Regions from separate parts of the Sus scrofa genome. Here region 1 is linked to region 2. Evidence: chromatin contacts called from public Hi-C data. All regions are on one chromosome and are shown on one strand. The core of a region is the stretch at or near the end of the contact, and the rest is flanking DNA. Distances in the headings are between cores, read along the strand shown.

Region 1 (4,173 bases), core at 949-3,448, 400 kb before region 2:
CTGAGTGGTGCATCCGGGACCACCCCTCCTCTCCTTGCCAGCTCAGCACGGGGACCCTGCTGGCCGGTGGGTGGGGTGTGCTCTTCTGCCCCGGAGGCCTGAAAGCCAGGCCTGTTCCCTTTAGCTCCATCACAGCTCAGCAGCAGGCCTGAGGCTCAGATGGCGAAAGCCAGGCCCGTTCCCCGCAGTCTCAGCTGCCCCTGGCTCCATCACACCTCGCAGCATGACCAAGTATGGGTGGCGGCGGCTATACAAACCTCCCGACTTTCTTCTGACTGCTAAGCTGGACCCTCCTCCTGAGCAGATGCCATCAGCTCGAGGGCAGAGTTTAAACAATCCAGCGGAGGCCAATGGCTAAGGGTCCGGTTACTGGCCCTGCAAATATCCCAAGACTCTGCGCAAACTCTTGTCAGACCCATGCTGCGCACAGGGTTAGGATTCCTGATCAGAGGAGGAGACCCCCAGGGGAGGTAAACTGGATCTTCTCCAGAGCTTCTGTGGTTTGGGGTCATCCATCAGGCCGGGAGGCCTGGTTACTGACAAAGGACACTGGCCTGCAAGTCAGGACTCGGTAGCCATGACCTTGGGTAAGAGCCCTGGGGGGAACAGGATCCTCAGAGGGAAAACGAAGAGGTGGGGCAGGGGTCTCCAAGTCAGTGCCTGCAGGGTCCAGGCGGAAGTTGAAGAGTGGGGGGGGCGGGGCGGGCTGGCCTGCCCCTGACTCAAAGGAGCTGTGGCTTCTCTGCTCCTCTCAGTCCCTGCCCTCGGGGGACTGTGGCCTCAGAGTGGACAGATCTCCAAGTTTCCTAAGAGAAGCTGGAAATCTGAGTTTAATGTGAAACCTTTCCATTTTAAATGCTGATAATTAACCAAACAGTTAAAAAAAAAATCATGTGTCAACGAAATCAAACACATCCTGTGGGTCCACGTCAGCCTCTGAGCTTCCAGCTCATGACCTTGGGACAGATGCCCCTGTGGGTCCTGTCAGTGCCGAATGCCCAAGACTGGCCATCGGGGGGAACACTGCCTGTCCGCCCAGTGTGATCGGAACTAATCTTCCTTGAGTGCTTGCTTTATGCTGGACGCTTGAGACATAGTATGTGGTTTAATCATCACGATAACACCTTGATGAAGACAGGACGTGTTTTCTACCTCACTCTATAAATGAGAAAACGGAGGCACAAGGAAGTATAGGAACCTGCCTGAGGTCCTGCAGCTGCGATGTGCCAGTGCAGGGACTTGCACCTGGCATCATCCGCATTTTTAGCCTCCCTGCCCTCCTCCCTCTGAGTTGACCTCTGACTCCAGAGGGACACTTTAATACCGAGCAGCCCAAATAGTAACCACGGAGATTCTGGGACTGGTACTTTGGAGGGCGCCCCACCCCTGAGTGTTTTTTCCATCGAGGACTGTGGCTCCCTTGGCCCTCCCCCTCCCAGTGCCATCCCGTGGTGTGTCGCCTCCGGTCTGTGTGGCTGGCGGGTCGAATCTACTGCAGCTGGAGATCTGGAAGAGATGGGACCCACTCTGGTCTTTGCCCAGCCCCTTCACAGCAGGGGCTTTCTTGTGGAAAGCACTCCCTCTCCCCAGGCAGTGGTTTGCTGCAGCTGCAGCAGATGCTACAGGGCGAGCTGGCCAGCCATCGTTCTGTGGGAGCTAAGAGCCTCGGCAGCCCGGGAATTCTGGGCTAATGCTCAGCCCTGGCATGGTCCCCTCTCTCGCTGACCCCTCTGGTCCAGGTCACCGTGACAGATGCTGGGAACATATGCCGGGAATTAATTCGCTCCGCCTCAGCCACAAGAGGGGCAGCCTCTTCCTCCGGCTGCTTCTGACACCCTTACTTTCTGATTGCTGCCTCACCAAAGGGAAAGTCGGGCTTTTCCCCTCCCCTGCTCCTAACCCCCCTTCACTGGGCTTTCTCACCATTATGCTAAGCCCGCTGCCAAAGGTATTTGATTCCTAGAGACCCTTCTCCTCCCGTATCTCAAGCAGGACCTGAGGTCAAGGAGCCCACTTGACCTTCCCAGCTTTTTATCTCCGGAGAGATTCTGTCCCAACTCTGCTAGAACAGATGAGTGGATTTTTGTTTCTTTCCTTTTCTTAAGCGAGGTCTGTCTCTCTCTTCCAGGAGCCAGACTCTCCCAACCCTTCCGGTCTGTCTTTACACGGAACTCAAGTCACTCCTCCTGCAGCTGCATTTCTGGATCAACGAGCAGCTGGACTTTGGGCGCCTGCGGGTATGATTTTCTCACTTTCATTCTTTTGTCTAAGGATGGACGGGCAGACTTTTTCTGTAAAGGGCCAGAGAGCAAATAAAATTCAGGCTTTGCAGACCATATGCCACATGGTCTCTGCCACAGCTCAGTTCTGCTACTGTAGCCCCAAAGCAGTCACAGACGATATGCAAATTCAGGAGCATGGCCATGTTCCAGTAAAACAAGAACGGGTGGCTGGCTGCACTTGGTCCACAGGCTGCAGTAGGCTGATCCCTGCTCTATGCAAACCAGCCCAGCTCTGAATTTCTTGTGGGCAAACGAAGCTCCCTCGCTCTCTCCCTTCATCTGTACTTTGGGTCCCCCCACTCATCCAGAAAGACTCTGTGTTTCTCAGAATCAATGCTTTGAGAACACAGAGGAATCCTGTCTATTTCTCTACTAGCTTAGGAGCTCCTCGGGGTCAGGACTATGTCTTATTTGACTTTGAACTCCTGGAATAAGCAAGAGCCTTGCTGGAAACTCAAACAACACCCAGTCTTATCCTGAAGAAGCTTTCAGGCTGGTGGGGAGAGCAGACAGCTGAGCTCTGTGTTCTCAACAGAGATAAGCTCAATGACAGGAAGAAGGCAAGAGGGAGGAATCAGGAGAAGGTGCCTCTGATAAATTTAACAGTGACCTTTGAAAAATATACAGAAAGGAGACAGGAAAAAAAAAATCTTAATTTTTACTGAATTAATCCAGATACCCTAAAGCACTGAAAAAACAAACACACAAATAAATAAAACGGATGCCCTGGAAAACAGTTGGGCAGTTTCTTAAAAGTTAAACAGAAATATACCATCTGACCCAGCAATTTCACTCCTAGGAATCCACCTTAGAGAAATGAAAACGTCTGTCTGCACAAAGACATAGACATAAATGTCCACAGGGACTTTATTCATAACGGCCGGAACTGGAAACAACTCAAATGTCCATCAACTGATGAATAGTTAAAATGTGGCCTGTGTCCACACAACAGAAAAATAGTCAGCAACCCAAAAAGAACGAACCACTGGCCCACGCTACGGCATGGGTAGACCTGAAAAAGATGCTGAGTGAAAGCAGCCAGGTTCCAAAGACCACATGTTATATGAGTCCATCTACATGAAATGTTCAGAAAGGACCAATTGAGAGTCAGCAAGCAGATCAGTCAGTGGTTGCCTGGGGCTGGGAACAGGCGTGGGGGTTAAGTGTAACTGGACACAAGGGAACCTTGTAGGATGATGAAAATGTTCTGGAAACAGAATTATGGCGCTGGCTGCCTAACTCCCTAAATTTACTAACATCACCGAATTGCATACTTTCAGGGGGTAAATTTTAAGGCATGCAAATTATGCTTCAATAAAGTTGTTATCCAAACAAAACCAAAAAACCCTTATGCCAAACCATTCTTTATCCACGGCGGAGAGATGACGCGGAAGGGGAAACAGAGGTGGGAGCCCCTCGTGAGACGCAGGTGTTTGTCGTTGCAATAAAATATCCAATGTGACTTTCCCCAGGTTCCCTCTTCCATCCTGTCCTGTTCCAACATCTAAAAGCAGTCCGCTTTTACTGGGCATCAGAGTACTGCTCGGATCCCCATTTTATAGATGAGAAAACAGGGTCAGAAGAGGAAAGGCGCTTGCTCAAGGGGACGGTGTGGCAGAGCTGGGACTGGACCCAGGCCTGCCTGATTCCAGAATCGGTGTTATTTGCTGTTGCTCTCTCCCCACTCCGCCCACGCCACCCCCTCCCCCCGACTCTTTGGCCCTGGGGAGAAAAGCGCAGCACTGCTTGGCCAAGCAGAGCAAGTAGCAAATACTACTTTTCCTTCAGGCCTCCAGCACCAGTGCTCCCAGGAGCCTCACCACCAAGGTCTTGATTTATGTGGGTAGCGCATGGTGGTCCAGCAAGGCTGGACGGGGGCATCGGTTTCTGT
Region 2 (4,046 bases), core at 914-3,413:
TTTTTGAGATCTTCAAGCCTGTTTCCTTTTCACCCATCCCGAATTAACTCATTTTAAATGATCTCAATTCTAAGCTCAAATTTCCCTCCAAAGGATGCTAAAGCTAGAATCTGAATTGTTGGGAAAGTTGGAATCATTTTTCTAATTTGACTTTAGTATTAAAGCTCACAGTATCTGTTAAGTTTTTGTAAGGTGGAATAGGACAGTGGTTAAGAATGTATGCTCTGGGGAGTTCCGTTGTGGCTCAGTGGGATGACCTGGCTAATACCCATGAGGACTCGGATTCAATCCCTGGCCTTGCTCAGTGGATTAAGGATCTGGCATTGCTGTGAGCTGTGGTGTAGGTGTAGGCTGGGTCTGGCATTGCTGTGGCTGTGATGCAGATGGGTGGCTACAGCTCCAATTTGACCCCTAGCCTGGGAACTTCCATATGCCTTAGGTGCCATCCTAAAAAGACCAAAAAAAAAAAATATATGTGTGTGTGTGTGTGTGTGTGTGTGTGTGTGTGTGTGTGTGTGTGTGTGTGTATATATATATATACACACACACACACACACACTCTGGAATCAGCTAGACCTTTCTTACTAAGGAAAGAATTATAACTAGCTCTTAGAGTTCCCATAAAGACTGAATGAGATTATATTTGGAAGGTACATAGTAAATGCTCAAGAAATATCAGTTATTATTATTATTGCAAACTCAATAGTATCTATGTGGTACTGTTCACTAAGTTTCACTACTTAACAGCATTCACCACGAAATGCCACATGCCACTCTGCTCAGAGCAGTGCACTGAGTTATAATGAAGATACCTAAGAATTAGGAGATGATCAGAGTTTCCTGGTGGCCTAGTGGTTACGGATCTAGCATTGTCAATGCTGTGGGGTAAGTTCGATCCTTGGCCTGGGAACTTTCACATGCCACAGCCAAAAAAAAAGGAGTTAGGAGGTGATCTCTACTCCTCAAAAAGTTTTAAAGAGTAGTAGCAGCACCTGGCACACAGCAGGGACTCCCTAAATATTTGTTGAACAGTGAGAAAAACGGGAGAGCACCTAAGATAACATACAAACAAACAGAAAAAAGAGAGCTGTACAGAAACATATTTGCAAATACAGGCGTGAATAGAGTGACCCAAATACTCTCTTCAAAATCTCAGAGAAAATACTAGTATTGTATCAACCATGGATAATGTGTGAGACAAGGATGACTAAATTTGACCCCCATAATCAAATTCATACCTTAATCAGAAAACATCAGATCTTTTCCCTCCTTGATTTGAATATTCTAAATTGGGAAAATATGGCATTTAGTCACGGTTACTGAAGGAGTTAGAGCAAACCTAGCTCTGTTCCCCCTGCGGTATTTCCACAGTTAAAGAGCACATCACTAAGAGACCACGTTTGCCAATCAGCCGTGATGCTTTCATCGGTAGGAGCTCACACTTCTCTCCTCAGTATTACATAAAAACAATGCTTTTTCTGTCCTTCATCTTATCCCTGTAATGGTATTTGCGGCTATTTTCCAAAAGGTTATGACTATTACGGGGAATTTTTAATAAGAGGCCCTCTCGTTCCTCTACAGGGGAAAGACAGGGAAAAGATGTTTTTATTTGGCCCCCACACCTATCTCTGCCCCCACCCCCACCTCCCTCATGCATGCACATGCGTTCAGCTCAGAGACCCTCCATCTGAGCACTCCCTCTCCCTCCTCCTGAATCTAAAAGGAAAGCAGGCAGCAGCCTTGGAAAGAGTTACTTCATCCAGTTGGCTGATGGGTCACATATTCCATGGGAAAGGATCCAGGTATGGAAAAGAGGGGATGGTTAGGCCTTGTGTGTAAGGAGAGAGAGAAGCGTATTAACTCCATGGTTTGTAGGTCTGGGTAAAAGGTGATAAAATTCCAGACTCGGAGAGAAATGGGAGGATTTTCCCATTATGTCCACATGTTGCCAGCTCCCCTGGTGCTTACTGGCATCTTCCCAGGCTTCTGTCTGGCACCTCCACCAAAGACCTCAAAGAATCAGACTCATTCCAAAGCTTCGCTGAGGGGGAGGGGGCAGGCAAAGGGTCCTGCCAAGTACTTTGATCTATGCAGGGGGTCTCCAGGGAGGCAGCCGGGGAGAGATGGGAGGGAGCAGCAGAGCCTGCCAAACACATTCTCTAAAGACGTGTCACCCCCTTTATGAGATGCGGCATCCAGGGAAGAGTTAGGGCACAGGGTTCTCAGCCCCACCAAGGGAGGTCTAACTTCTCTATTCTTTATGATGTTGGTTTTAAAATAACAAATCACCAGGGCAAAAGAGCATTCTGAGAGAAAAAAGTCCCACATGAGCTGGGAATAGATCCTATTCTTTTTGACTCATGTCTAAGAAAATAAAAAGCAAGCTTGTACCACAGTTGACTTTCAACAGCAATTCCACTTGGCAGCGAAAACCCAAACCCAAACGAATGCCGTCTATGAGACTCAAACAACACTGGAGCTCCTGGCATGGAGCTAAAGGAAAAGCTGCTGGAAGGGAGACTTCACGCCAAGGTCAGAGCAGAGACAAGAAAAGAGAGACCCAAGGCACATGACCAGGGCCTTCTGTCACAAGAGACCCAGAGTGAAGGCCTCCAGGGTGACCCAGGGCCAGGTAACAGGGCCTGGGGCTACAACAGTTACTGTACCAGAAGCAGATCCTATATTTCTTCAGCAGGAAAGGTCTGGCCATCGGTGTTTACTGCACAGTTTTTAGTCCAGACTGAATTTAAGGATTTTCCACTGTGAAAGACCCCTCAGAAAGTCAGTTTCTGCACACATAGGAAACAGCTCAGACCGTGTGAAAAGAAAGAGAATTGGGGCATTTAAGACGGCGTTCCGACCACCCACATGACATATCCACCTCCCCCTGTTCCCTTCCTGGGTCCCGCTGGAAGGACAGAGAAGATATTTTTAAAAGAATGAAATGATAACAATGCTAGAAAACAGTCAGGAGCCAACAAAAGCCCAAAGGCTTAAGGAAATCCTCAAAGACAGAAAGAGATGGGAACAGGTTGAGAAAACAGAGCGGAGGAAGTCCCGGCCCCAAACCTCAGAGGTGAGAGGGACTTTCCCTCAGAGGGTGACTCTGAGAAATTCCAAGCTGGCAGTGAACAAACCTGAGGGGCGGGAGTGAGCTGAGGGACAGGAATCGGATAATTAATTAACAACCAGCACTTAAAACAGTGCGGCCAGTGCACCTTCTCCAACAACCAAAGCTCTGCCCTCAGGATAAAACCTGCCCTGACCCTTGGGAGGACATCCTGTGTGGGCGCAGGGAGGGGAGAGAGGAGCGGAACTTGAGGCCACTGTATCCCTTCAGCAGATACAAAGCGGGAGAGGAGAGGCAGCTCTGCCCCAAAGGGCACTCGCCAATAGCACAGTAAGGCCTGCCTTGTTTGGGCAAAGGGGCGGGGGCCATGCTCCTTGCCCACGTCCACCTGAGGTGGGGCCTGACCATCAACAACACGCTCCACCCTTGCACAAAGCCCAGTCAGTTCTGATCCAGGGAGAAGTAATCAGGGCATCAGTCCTACACAACAGTATGGGAAACCCGGGCCAGCTGGCAACTTCCATCAGTCTAGCCTTTTGTTCATAAGTGTGACTCACACCGAAAGTCAGTGAAACCGAGAAAACTCAACAGCAGGAAAAAAAGACAATCCCAAGAAAATTCACACAAAAGAAGAGAACTTTAAAAAACTTGCAATTCCTACCCTCAGAAAGACCAGCTAGCAAACTAGCTGCTATCCCCCCTAAAAAAAAAAAGGCAAATCGGAAAATGAGAGTCTCTGTAAATTATGGTGGAATGAATGATAAAATCAATAGAGCTCAAAGTGGGGGTCAAGAAGATACAGATGGGGAAAGATGGAAATTGAACATGAGAGAAAAGTTTTCATAAAGACCTAGAATGTCTCAAAAAGGAGTTCCAGAAGCAAAGAAAAAAAAATGAATGATTTTCCCTGAACTGAGAAAACAAAACACCAGTTTCACAGTTCCCATTTGGCTCAGCAGGTTAAGGACTTGATGTT

The links. Hi-C and Micro-C count contacts between places; a contact is called where the count stands out from the background.
Region 1: a contact with region 2 is called in a Hi-C map of fetal skeletal muscle, with 2.8 times the contacts expected there. The contact joins two enhancer-like sites. A contact is called at or near these places in 2 of 47 Hi-C or Micro-C datasets (embryonic fibroblasts and fetal skeletal muscle) and 1 of 2 datasets of contacts at active chromatin or transcription factors (skeletal muscle).

What each region holds. Positions count from the first base shown.
Region 1 is chr7:99,257,031-99,261,203 of Sscrofa11.1, reverse strand. No RefSeq gene overlaps it. Among named protein-coding and RNA genes, the nearest start is that of GPATCH2L, 66 kb to the left of the region's middle. Within about 2 kb of position 2,198, at least 28 of the 83 cell types and tissues checked have an H3K27ac peak or open chromatin away from gene starts, as enhancers often do. A contact at or near this core is called in fetal skeletal muscle, where this site is marked.
Region 2 is chr7:98,853,803-98,857,848 of Sscrofa11.1, reverse strand. The region is part of intron 7 of TTLL5 (tubulin polyglutamylase TTLL5); the gene reads right to left. Among named protein-coding and RNA genes, the nearest start is that of TTLL5, 33 kb to the right of the region's middle. Within about 2 kb of position 2,163, at least 23 of the 83 cell types and tissues checked have an H3K27ac peak or open chromatin away from gene starts, as enhancers often do. A contact at or near this core is called in fetal skeletal muscle, where this site is marked.